3 separate regions of the Mus musculus genome follow, and all the other regions are linked to region 1. Evidence: chromatin contacts called from public HiChIP or PLAC-seq data. All regions are on one chromosome and are shown on one strand. The core of a region is the stretch at or near the end of the contact, and the rest is flanking DNA. Distances in the headings are between cores, read along the strand shown.

Region 1 (4,380 bases), core at 204-2,703:
AGTTGTGTCTGACCGGCCAGCTCCAGTTCTGTGCCTCTGCAGCTCAGCCTGACGCTTGTAGCAACTTTCCAACTAGATTAGTTAATATCTGACCCTGTGATGGCGCTCCTTACCTGTGCCAGCAATGTGCCACCGCCCTCAGGAAGTCAGCCGAGGCTTCGTTACCCTCGGTAACCTGTGTATCTACATACATCTCTATATATCTCATATGTGTGTGTGTATATATACATCTATAATATTTCATGTACATACATCTCTATATATCTCATATGTGTGTATATATACATACATCTATAATATTTCATGTACATACATCTCTATATACCTCGTATATGTGTATACATACATCTATATTTCACATATGTACATTGATATGGATTTCATATATATCTACACACTGAATGATGTGAATGTGTGTTCTGAGTCGATATGAGTATTTAAGATGAGCATCAAAGAACCTGTGATGGCCAATGGCTAACACTGGAGGGAAATTGTAACCAAGGAAACTGACATAGCTTATTAAATTATTGTTGTGGATGCTTCTGACATGGTTACACTCATGGCAATTCTCCATCTACCCCTTACCAATCGATCCTCCAAGCAGACAGATATCCCTGACCCTGCATCACTGGTGTGAGTGCTGGGGTACCATTGATCAACGTGTTTATTCTGGTTTAGGCTAACTCCCTTCCAGCAGGGCAAGGGGTAAGGAGGAGAGAGCGTCACACATGTTACATGGATGATCTGAGAGGTGCTTACTGAGTTACCTGGGTACTTTTGGCACCGTGTGGATGTAGCCCCAAAAGGAATCACCAAACATAAGGGAAAAAAAAAATCACAAAAGCAGCAAGCAGTTATTTACAATCTTCTCGATGGATAGCCCTAAAGATGAGATTGTTAAAGTGCTCACCTGCCCCAAGCAGGACAGACATTTGTCCCAGCATCTGAGCATTCAGCACTCGCAGGTCAGATGCTGCCCACAACAACGGAGCTCAATAGTCTCGACATTTCCCAGAGCTCACCTTGGGCAGGGATACACCGGCTACTACTGCAACGAGGTCCTGGGCAGTGAGTGGGTCACACAGATGGTGAGAAACTCAGGAACCCCAGAACTGATCTCGATGAAACCAAAGCCTCGGTTCTTACCTAAAGAAAGCCCTTTGCATGGGGGGAGTTAGATGAAATTAAAACGGCATGACTGTGGAGCCAAGAAGAACACAGACGCTACTCCTGGCAGTGGGGCACATCGAGAAGGCCAAAGTGGCTTCAGAAGAACTACACTGCAGCCCTCTTTACCCCGGGATTCTCTCAAGGCCCCATTCCAGGCTACCTTCAACACCAATTCATGTCTACACAGGCAGAGCTGAGAAGTCAGCAACTCTGAAGATACAACAGAGCCCACTGCTGCCTGTAGAGGGCGACCTTGCTCTTTCCCCCACGGAGAACTCACCGCTGGGACAACCTCTTTCCCAGCCTTGGGAGCCCCCAGTCTAGACAGGTTCTGCTTTTGCACAGCTGTTGGGAGCCCTTACAGGAAAGCCACTGCAGTCTGGGACAGAAACAGTCTTCCTTGCTGTCTCTCCTCCTATAGAAATTAAGATCATGCAGTGGAGAAGTCCACACCACCCTCCCCCCCCCCCCATTCCCAGCAGCCTCTGATCCCAGGACATCTGTACAGGGTGGGGGTGAGGGGCATAGACAAGGAAAAACCTGAGGGCACCACCCGATCTCAGTGGCAGAAGTCTCTAGGCGGGGTGCTTCTGGTAACTGAGGCAGGATGGAGGGATAGAGAGATGTTGGGGCACTGATGAGAGGAAAGGAGGGAAGAGGAAGAGAGACTGCAGAGGACAGACTGGTGCATTTAAGGATCTATTTGAATGAAGCCTTATGCAGTGGAGACCTGACTGCGGTCAGAGGGCCTGGGGAATGCAAAGAGGATGTGAAAGATGGGGTCGGATTCTCTGGGACAGCGACAGGAACTTCCTCTCCTCAGCTACCACTTGTACGCCATGTTCCCAAAGCTCCCCAGACAGCAGAGAAATTAGAGCAAAAGTCTGAGTGAGGCTTGGGAGTCAATAAAGTCTCTACGAAGGTGTGTGGGTCTACCTGGGGTCATAAGCACTTATCGTCACTTGGGAACACCCCGCTCTCTTCTGCATCTCACAGGGAACATGGCAAATCCACAGAAGCTCTTTCAGGAGAGGTGAACAGGAGAGATGGTTCAGCAGTTAAGAGCATGCACTATTCTCAAAACGGCTCCAAGTTGGGTTCTCATCCCAGGGGCTCAACCACCTGTATTTCTAGGAGATCTGACGGATACATAATTAAGAAATAAAAATGATTTGGTTTTTTTTTAAAATGGGATTAAGGTTAATTTCAATTTACTAGCAAGGAACCAAATACTTGAATATATAAATGTCATATGTCCCAGGATGTCTAAACCTCAGGCCAGGGACAACTGTAGGTCAACACAAAATCATAAACCTACATAAAATGCCATGAGGAAAGGGGTTTTGTTTGTTTGTTTGGTTTGGTTTTGGTTTTTGGTTTTGTTCTTTTGTTTTGTTTTGGGGTGCTTTTTGTTGTTGTTTTGGGGTTTTTTGCATTTTTTTCAATAACTGAATTGTGCTTTTCTTGAGCTTGAACGTTGTAGATTACAACACAGCCAGAGAAGCCAAAAGGGTGGACCCGGGACATAAGGTGTTCACACTTCAAAGGCTTCAAGGTATCTGTAGATGCTACAGTGCATCACAACTACTGTGAAGACCCCTTCCCTGGGGAGACAGAGACAATATCACCCCTCCCCGTGAGGTCCTAACAACACAGCAAAGAACAGATTCTGCCAGTGTCCACCCTGGTCAGCTAAAAAGTAGGTTGGGGTTCCTCAGAGAGCATGGATGGGAGGAGGATTTACTGTAGCCACATGCAAATTCTTTGACCAGCATGGATGATGGCTTCCCCATAGCTGCCTAGACGGGGCCCCTTTCATTTCTGCAGCCTACAAATCTACAAATTCTGTTGTCTCCCAAGATCAGGATGTCTCTTGCAATTAAAGCAGAATTGCAGACGAGAGGCTTGGAGGAGTGGATAGGCTCCCGTGACTGCCAGCCCCTCTACTCCGGCCCCAGAGAGAATGGGAACAGGCTATAAATGCTGTAATTATGGATTCTTGCAAGCAGGCGCAGCTGATCTGATGCAGCGGGCAGCTTCTCTGACCCGAGGTTCCCTGACATCGTTCTACAACATAAGCTAACATCAGTAGGAAAAAAGGGAATTGAGGAGTCAAGCAATGTTCAAGAACCAAGGGACACTAAAGTTACCCAGCTGCTGCTTCTGGGGTGGACTCAGTGCCTGTCCCCATAGCCAGGCTCAGCTTCACCAATGCTGTAGGGTGCAGTCTGTAATTAGAGGGTAGAGGCTCTGAGCTCTTTAGTTTCTAAAGATACCTAAAAAAGAAATCTGTCTTGCCAAGTGGTCTGTGTGTTTCCTTTGAGCTCACGGCCATGCTATGACATAGCAACTAAGTACAAAATTCTGCAGACTTGAGCGCAAGGGAATCAGGCTGGAGAAGTAAATGGCCTCTGGCTTAAGTCCAAGCAAATGGCATTCTGGATCTCCTGGAGGAGCGGGCAAGCCACTGACCTCTATTTAAAAAAAAAAAAGTTCCAAGCACAATAGCTCCCTGGTGATTGGCTGAAGGTTCTACTGTTTGCTTCAGGGGCCACAGCACCCTAATGTCAGTGGTGACCTTTAGTGACATTTAAAGAGTCTGGGTGAATCACACTTTGAATCCTGACCAAAGTTAGCTGAGATTTAGCTTCATAGATGTACCTGATAGATTGACTTTCAGACTGCCGATCAAACAACGATCTAGCTGGCACAGTGGTTGACACTAGGGAGGTAAAAACCAATATGTCAAGGAGTGTCCCCGTATAGAGACAGGTGAACAGTCACCACAGGACAAGGAGATGCATGTTAGAGACAGAGTGCTGAGCACTCTAAGAATAAGGTACCAGGTGAGCCCTCAGAGTCTCCAGCAGGCAGCAGAATTGAGTTAGGTTCTGATAAACCAACCAGAGTTGGTCACTGTAGAAGAGGGTGCTCCAAATAGGTGGGCAGCCTGTCCTAAATACCATGACACTTCAAAGCACACCAGAAAATGCCATTTGACTTGCTCCTTGACAGTCCCCTAAGAAGGATAAAACATCCCCACCCTGGGCACAGCATGTTACTTATACAATCATGAGAGTCCTATAAAAATGGTAAAGCTTAAAACATTAAGAGGGGCATCAGAGCCCTTTGAGAATCAGTTGCACATGAGTGCACACGTGTGCACACACACACACAAACTCAGGGGGAGGACCCCCTGCCAACATATCC
Region 2 (3,840 bases), core at 1,284-3,783, 340 kb after region 1:
AGAACGGAAGGGAAGGGAGAAGGGAAGGGAGAAGGGAAGGGAGAAGGGAAGGGAGAAGGGAAGGTAAAAAGGGAAGGGAGAAGGAAAGGGAAAAGGGAAGTGAAGGGAAAAGGGAAGGGAAGGGAAAAGGAAGGGAAAAGGGAAGGGAAGGGAAAAGGGAAGGGAAGGGAAGGGAAGGGGAGAGAGAGAGAGAGAGAGAGAGAGGGAGGGAGGGAGGGAGGGAGGGAGGGAGGGAGGGAGGAAGGAAGGAAGGAAGGAAGGAAGGAAGGAAGGAAGGAAGGAAAAGATCTCATCAAATAAAACAAGGAAGAGAAATGGTTGACCTAAGGTCCATCTAGAGACCCTGAACTGAATCCAAGACCTTTCAACAAAGGAAATGTCGAGTGCTACGTGAAGACACTGATCACCCCCCCCCCTCAGAAAACTTGAAACAAAGCAAGCCATACAGGGGGAGTGAGTCTTTGCTCATTTGTAATGAGAGTGGTTTGGTGATGCCAAACAGATAAAACAGAAGAAGCAAAGGCGCCACACCAGTGTCTTTCACAAAGAAAACAATAGAGAAAAATACCATCAAGCCAAATCCCATTGTGGATGAAGTTATATGATGACCAACCTGTTGTTTTCAATATTGAAAACCAATGTGATCTGATATACTGATAGCCTAAAAATAATGCATGAGTCGACCAATTGAGATGACAGGAAAATCTTTCATTAGATAAAATTCAATACACAATTACAACTTAAAAATCTCAAACTAGTGGCTGCAGAGATGGCTCTTGCAGAGGACCCAAGTCCCAAAGCACGTCACGTCATGTCACATCATGTCACATCACGTAAGACTTCCAACCACTGTATCTCCAGCCCCAAGGCATCTGGCACCCTCTTCTGACCTTCATGGGCACCCATACACATCTCTCTCTCTCTCTCTCTCTCTACACACACACACATACACATATACACACATACACACACACATACATACACACATACACACACACACATACACACATACACACACACACACACACACACACACACACACACACTAACTTTCCTAAGGAGAAAGTGAATTGGATGCCAGCTTTTGTGACCAGATCTCTCACACTCCTGCCGCCAAGCCATCCCCACCAGGAAGGGCTCTACCCTCATGCTGTGAGCTATACTAAATCCTCCTTTCCCTGAGTTGCCTCTGTTGGATAGTTTGTCACAGCAATGAGCAAAGTTAATGCGGGCACTTCTCAGTTTCTTCATCTCAAAATCAGAAATGGCCACACCCACTTAATCAGCTTCTGACTTTAGAAACACATTGGCTTTTTTATTTTTCTAATAGAGAAAAGGGAGGTAGCTTCTTTTCTCTTTTTTCCTTCATTTACTACTTCAGGCAGGAAGACTCCAGGACCTGCTCTCTGGGATCAGTTCCTTTGCTGCCCTGTTCACAGTATTCAGAAAAGCACATAGGTTCTTTGCTAGATGACGAGAGTATGACTGTACTATTACTACAATTACTGTACTATTACTAGTTCAAGTGATTTGCATGAAGCCACATCCAGGATGAAGAATAGAGATGGGCCCTAATCTGTCATGACTGCTCAGATGCCCCATCTTCCAGCAACATCCACATGCGGAGACCAGAGACTCCCTCATCCTGTCATTTGAACCTTCATGAAGGCTTCACCATGCAGGCATGATTGAAGATGGACAATTGCACCAAGCTGATTGAGTAGATGGATGTGAAGGGATGCTGTTGGACTGTGGGGAAAGCCCAGCACTGCCTGTCCAACCTCAGCATCCTTGGCCTCTCTGTCCAGCATGCCTTCCTCCAGGATATGAGCCAGGGCTCCATTGTAGTGATGAGGGTCTCATAAGTCCTTATTGGGCAGGTTTGATCTAAGTGGTTGTCCCATGCTCTGAGCACACTCCTGATGTGTGCTGGGCTTGTCCCACTTTCTGAACACGTACTTCTTGTCTGTCAGCCACTCTGGGAAAGCCCCACTTGTTCCAGTGGGCCTGTTACACCTGTCTCAGTTTCAGGTCCCCAGACTGAGCAACCTTTAGTGGAGACGCTGTGTGCTGTCCCTGAGAGCAGCCTGGCTTCCTGATCCGGCCTGGGGTGGGAGGGGATAGGGCCTTTGTTTTCCTCTCCACTTTGATTCTCATGAAAGAAATCAGGTCTTCTGGTCCTTGTCACCCAAGAGCATGCTTTCAGATTCCAGCCCCTGAGGATGCACCTGAACCAACATCTCTGCCCTCCCTTGGATCTTAACATCTGCAGGGGTTTCTCTGTTTTCTGGATTCCTTCCCAGTGTCTTCTGTTTCCAGACCTACCCCATGTGCCTGTTCTGTACAGTCACGGTTAAACTGTCGCACCGTCAGTCATCACTTCAGCCTTCTTGGTGAGGGCCCTCATGGATCTTGTCAGGCCGAGTGAGGGAAATGAGGCAGCTCCTCCAGATGGAAGCGGCTTACAGGAGGGGACATGTTTGTTACGACACCTGGAAGCCCACACAGGCTCAGCACTAACTATAAATGCAGGCTTCTGCTTCCTCTTACACTGTAGGAAGTGGCAAACAGCCTTGCTCCTTCTAACAAGAAGGGGGGGGGCTGCAGCCCTGCAATTTCTCCTACGTGCCCCCTCGAAGAGTGCGGGGTGAGAGGCAACCAAGAGAGCAAAATCCTGGGGAGAATACAGAGGGAGCCATGGGATGGCAGGGAGGGACGAGCCTGCCATGGTTGCGATGTCCAACTGGTTCCAGATTTGACAGCACCAGGGAGAACAGATAGATGCTTGCTGCACAGGGTGAGAACACAGCAACTAGGACCCAAAGCCTTCTGGGAAGCCAAACAAGGGTCGCATCTGCTCCCAACTTGGAGGCTGAGGCACAGAGCCCTCTTAACTCCCATGGAGCGCTCTAGGGTTGGCGGGAGAAGTGGAGAGGTGCAAGAACCTGGAACCAGGCTTCTGCAGCACAAGCTGGCTTGTGGGTGGGGACCAGTGTCACAGATATAAATGTTGCCATTTCCTGAGAGAAGAGGAATTCAGCTTCTGTGGCTGACAGGGAAGAGAACGTTCTCCCATCCAAGATGGGCACAAGGAAGGAGACTTGGGTATACCATAAAGGACCCCTTCAAAGTTTGCCAAAGAAGTGTGACAGTGGAACTGACTCCTTCCAAAACCATGGGTTTGTCTGAGAGTAACATAGCAGGCAGCCGCAGCCATGTGCAGAGCCCGTAGAGGGCTGCTGTCGGGTAACGATGAGCCTGGAATTTACCTGAGCAAAGACAGAACAGGCAGGAGGGAAACTCCCACAGCTCAGCCTCTTGTGGGCTGAAGCAATCTCTCCCCGGGGGCTAGAAAGACTGGTGTACTGAAGACATGACTGACAGACAACCCCAGATCTAACTCTACCTATGTCTCCATTTATCTACCCAGATCTGTTTCAGATCTGTTGGAGGCTATCTATGAGCTCCCAACATCTTAAATATATTATTCGTTGATTATATAAGTAGGCCAGTGGTTGAACTGAGACTTCAATTTTGAGGGGGGTGAAGAAACTTAAATTGAGCTAACATCAGAATCAAATGAGAGAACTGGTTTGAAAATTAAGCATCCTGAACTTTCTGGGTCCTGTTCTTGGAAGATCTGAGGTGTGGGCTTTTAGGAGCGGCCCCTGTATAGAAGGAGCCTACAACGACCCTTCCTGTTAAAAAGCTGTTTTGTTGGGTGGGGTGGTCCTCATGAAGAAGCAGTGATCTCTGAGAACTTTCGGTGTCCTGGGTCCACACCAGATTTTAGAGTGGTCTTCAGTACAAAGAAGAGGAACTCTAGGGCCCTCTGTGGGA
Region 3 (3,980 bases), core at 827-3,326, 440 kb after region 1:
TTAACAGCTCTGTAAGGAAGGGATAGATGTTATTTTCATATTTGTTTTGTTTTAGAGACATGGTCTTTCCCTCACACTATGTAGCTGGCTTTCCCTCACACTACGTAGACCAGGCTGGCTTGAATTCACAGAGATCCACTGCCTCTGCCTCTCAAGTGCTGGGTTTAAAGGCTTGCACCATTATGCCTTCCTTATTTCCATATCTGAAGCCAAGGTTTGTGGTGATTTTTGTCAAATCCCAAGGCTACAAGGAGTGGGGACAAGATTCTAGCCCAGTTTCTCTCCAGAACCTAGGCCCTTACTCATTTTATTATCCCCCACAATGGATCTAATAAATTCTTTGTAACATTGTTCAGAAGACAGGTTTGGCTTCTAGGGAACAAGAAACAATAAAACCTATACATTGGCCTTTTGTTTGTTTGGTTGTATGGGTTTTTGAGACAGGGTTTCTCTGTGTAGCCCTGGCTATCCTAGAACTCACTTTGTAGACCAGGTTAGCCTCTAACACAAGAGATCTGCCTGCCTCTGCCTCCTGAGTGCTGTACTAAAGGCATGCGCCACCACCTCTAGTTCAGTCTTTATTTTGCTTTTAAGATTTATTTATGCTCTGTTTATTTATATAATAATATAAGTTAATATATGTTATATATAATAAATACTAAATATATTTATTTATTTATTATGCTCTATTTGCATGTATGCCTGCATGACAAAAGAGGTCATCAGATCCCTTTATAGGTGGTTGGAAGTCACCAAGTGGGTGCTGGGAATCAAACTCAGGGCCTCTGGAAGAGCATCCAGTGTTCTTAACCTCTGATCCATCTCTCAAGCCCTCAGTCCTTGTTTTTAATAGTTACATTTTGTTCTATATAATTAAATTTGTCAGGCAATTTACACTTCAAGACATGTGTGTTGCCCAAGGTCTCTATTCTACATAAGATCGTACTCGGCCTTAAGAATGACAGGGGCCTGGAGAGATGGGCTCAGTGGTTAAGAGCACTGGCTGCTTTTCCAGAGGATTCAGTTTCCCAGCACCCACACAGCAGCTCACAATCTTCCCTAATTCCAGTTCTAGGGAATCTGATGCCTTCTTCTGATAGCTATGGGCTGTGCATGAATATGGTACACAGACACACAGGCAAATGACAGAAGGGGGTGGGGTCACATATATATCAAATCAGAACACTAAGAGGTTAAGTCTCAGGCAAAACTGGGTTACTAAATAGCTTTCTGTCTGCAACACATTCTAGGATCGTTGTTTATTCTTGTTACTATAATTAACACCCTATCATTTGTACAAATTAATGGGTTTCACTGTGACATTAAGATCCATGTATATGTCACCAGAATTTTTAAACTGCCACTAATTATTTCAAGTACATACTGACTCCTTCAAATCGAGGTTTCAACTATATTGTGAGTACTGGCAATTTCATATATATTGAAAAACAGACTTTTCATAACTACTGTTATCAGATTTTTTAATATAGAAGTTACTATACTTCAAAGGGAAAACGTGTAGCCATATTAAAAACTATTTTATTGGACATCAAGGACGATTTTTATTGTACATTCGTTATCATCTTTGTAATCTTTCAAAGGGCAAAGGGACGGGGCTTTCGCACTTTTGTTCGTTCAGGTCTAACTCCCTGAGAACGCTGGAGCAGTTTCATCTGTAAAAGATCCCCTTCTCTAGTAATGACTGCCTTTCGCGAGGCAGTAGGATTGACAATTAACCCTTTTTTTTTTCTTGATCCAATTTTAAGGAGGAAGCTGTTAGTGAAATCGTTAAAATAAAGGCCATTTCATTACCATCTCTCCAACCCAAAACAATCGGGGCAGGACCTGTCACTCAGTGCCTGGACAGTCATGCAACTGGACACTGTTTCTCTGCACCAGGCCGGACAGACAGCTCTAACTGTGTCCCTCCCTACTGGCTGGCTGAACGATCTTGAGGATAAGAAAAGCCACTCACCAGCCCCCTGCGGGCACCCGTGGGCGCGCCGGAAGTGACGTAATCAGGCCCGCCCCAGCAGATTAAAGAGCAAGGAGGTGCGCATGCTTGAAGGAAGCGGAAGTCCGGATTTCCGGCCGGCGCTTGAAGGTGCGGATTCCGGGCTTCCGGGTGGGCGTGGGGGCCGGACGAGCTAGGGGTCGGCGGCGTGGCAAGAGGACAGGGCTATGGAGAAGCTGCGGCGCGTCTTGAGCGGCCAGGACGACGAGGAGCAAGGCCTGACGGCGCAGGTAACGTCCTCGGCCGCGGCGACAGTGGGAGAGGGGACCGCGAACCGCTCTCGGGGAGTCGGTCCCGGATCCCCGGGACTGTCCGGTCCCCGCTTCTCTGCCATGGCCTTTCTCTGCGCCCTCCCCTCCTGCACCAAGTTCCGCCGCCCCTGCAGCGAGCAGGCCTCGGGGCCAGGCTGCCTGTGGCCGGCTCATTCATTCCAGGTCTCAAGACAGATCTGGGGCTGGGGAGATGGCTCAGCGGTTAAGAGCACTGACTGCTGCTCTTCCAGAGGTCCTGAGTTCAATTCCCAGCAACCACATGGTGGCTCACAACCATCTGTAATGGGGATCTGATGCCCTTTTCTGGTGTGTCTGAAGACAGCTGCTGTGTACTCATATAAATAAATAATAAATAAATAGATCTTTAAAAAAATTAAGGCTGAGATCTGGGCGAGAGACTGGAGAGCACGGACGTGCCAAAGGTTGCCTGTGAAGTCAGCCCTCCTTAGTAATGCATGGTTTTGTTTTGTTTTGTTTAATTAACAGAGCCCTTGTTTGCTTGTGACCCAGACATGAGACTTGATAAAGACTTACTTCCTCCAGTAAGAATTAAAAATAGGCAAACAGGAACTGCTTTGTGTTTTGCACGCTAGCACATTTTGGTGTGTCTTGGCACAGACCTGGGCCTGATTTTGTATTACATGAAGATGTTTTGTTTGTTCGTTTTTCCTTTCTGACTTATTTGTTGGCAGGGCTGAGGTAGCCCGTGTTGAGACAAGTGAACTCTATATTGTATTTTGTGTTTTGTTTGTTTGTTCTTTTTGGGTTTGTTCCAAGACAAAGTCTCACTGTGTAGCCCTCACTGGCCTGGAGCTACAAAGGTCCTCCTGCCTCTGCCTCCTGAGAACTGAAATCAGTATTGTAATTGCAATACAAAAGACCTGTACATAGTCACTTCAGCAATGGCTGTAAATATGGCTTATCCACCGTGCTTGATAGTATCAACTGCTTCATGCTCCACTCTTTGTTCTAGATCTTTGCTGTAGCTATGACCACATGTAGCCACTCAAAATGTAAACAGATTAAAATGTAGAATTTATTTCCGTAGTGGTGCATGCCGTTTTTAAGTGTTGAGTAGCATGTGGCTGCTGCTCAGACATTGCTGGAGTGTTGTCAGGCAGTGCTCTTGTAAATCCTGGGGACAAAGAAGTGAACTTGGTCCTTGGAGCTGTTTCCGGAAGAGAGGAGATTGTGTAAAGAAGAGTTCAGTCAAAGGTGGAACGCTCTGGTGGTGATAGACTGTTAGGTGGTTATCCGTTGTCACTGTGGATGTAATAACAGTGACTGATAGAGGCCTCCGGTGCTACGGTTACAGTGTTAGTGGAAAGTGCGTGGAACAGGTAGAGTGGGTTGGGAAGCTTAGGGTTGCCGTAGTGCATAGGGTAGTCAGCCTCTCAGGTAGCTCAGGGAAGCTCTTCCTGAGCTCCCAACTAGGAGAGAGTGGCAGGGGTGGCCTCTGTGTGTGCTGGGCCGGTGACTGGAACAGAGGGAAAGAGGGACACAGGTAGGAGACAAAGGCAGGAAGGCAGGAGGTGGAAGATTCTGCGTCCCATTGGGTCTCTTAGGCTGTGGAGAGGGTTTCGATTCACTGTGAGTGAGTGATACTGTATTAGCCACTTTCCCATCGCTGAGCACAGTACCTGGCAGAAACAGCTCAAGGAGAGGGAAGGTATGTCGTGGTTCCATTTCAGAGC

Evidence for each region. HiChIP or PLAC-seq counts read pairs in DNA pulled down with a chosen protein or histone mark.
Region 2: a contact with region 1 is called in an H3K27ac HiChIP or PLAC-seq map of microglia, with 4 times the contacts expected there. The contact joins two enhancer-like sites. A contact is called at or near these places in 1 of 484 Hi-C or Micro-C datasets (the G1E-ER4 cell line) and 2 of 115 datasets of contacts at active chromatin or transcription factors (microglia and regulatory T cell precursor).
Region 3: a contact with region 1 is called in an H3K27ac HiChIP or PLAC-seq map of microglia, with 8 times the contacts expected there. The contact joins the promoter of 4930506C21Rik here to the enhancer-like site in region 1. A contact is called at or near these places in 2 of 39 promoter capture datasets (the HPC-7 cell line and hippocampal neurons), 1 of 15 datasets of contacts at CTCF or cohesin (embryonic stem cells), 5 of 484 Hi-C or Micro-C datasets (Th1 cells, cortical neurons, embryonic stem cells and 1 more) and 8 of 115 datasets of contacts at active chromatin or transcription factors (bone marrow-derived macrophages, embryonic limb bud, embryonic stem cells and 4 more).

Annotation. Positions count from the first base shown.
Region 1 is chr17:7,867,383-7,871,762 of GRCm38.p6, forward strand. The region is part of intron 5 of Gm1604a (predicted gene 1604A); the gene reads right to left. Among named protein-coding and RNA genes, the nearest start is that of AU041480, 32 kb to the left of the region's middle. Within about 2 kb of position 1,454, at least 42 of the 459 cell types and tissues checked have an H3K27ac peak or open chromatin away from gene starts, as enhancers often do. A contact at or near this core is called in Th1 cells, bone marrow-derived macrophages, memory CD8 T cells and 2 more, where this site is marked.
Region 2 is chr17:8,208,353-8,212,192 of GRCm38.p6, forward strand. No RefSeq gene overlaps it. Among named protein-coding and RNA genes, the nearest start is that of Ccr6, 26 kb to the right of the region's middle. Within about 2 kb of position 2,534, at least 41 of the 459 cell types and tissues checked have an H3K27ac peak or open chromatin away from gene starts, as enhancers often do. A contact at or near this core is called in microglia, where this site is marked.
Region 3 is chr17:8,309,042-8,313,021 of GRCm38.p6, forward strand. It overlaps 4930506C21Rik (RIKEN cDNA 4930506C21 gene), which reads right to left and starts at 2,077. Exons shown (of 5, transcript NR_073374.1): 1 at 1,976-2,077. It overlaps Sft2d1 (SFT2 domain containing 1), which reads left to right and starts at 2,062. Exons shown (of 8, transcript NM_134114.2): 1 at 2,062-2,244. The coding sequence starts at 2,182.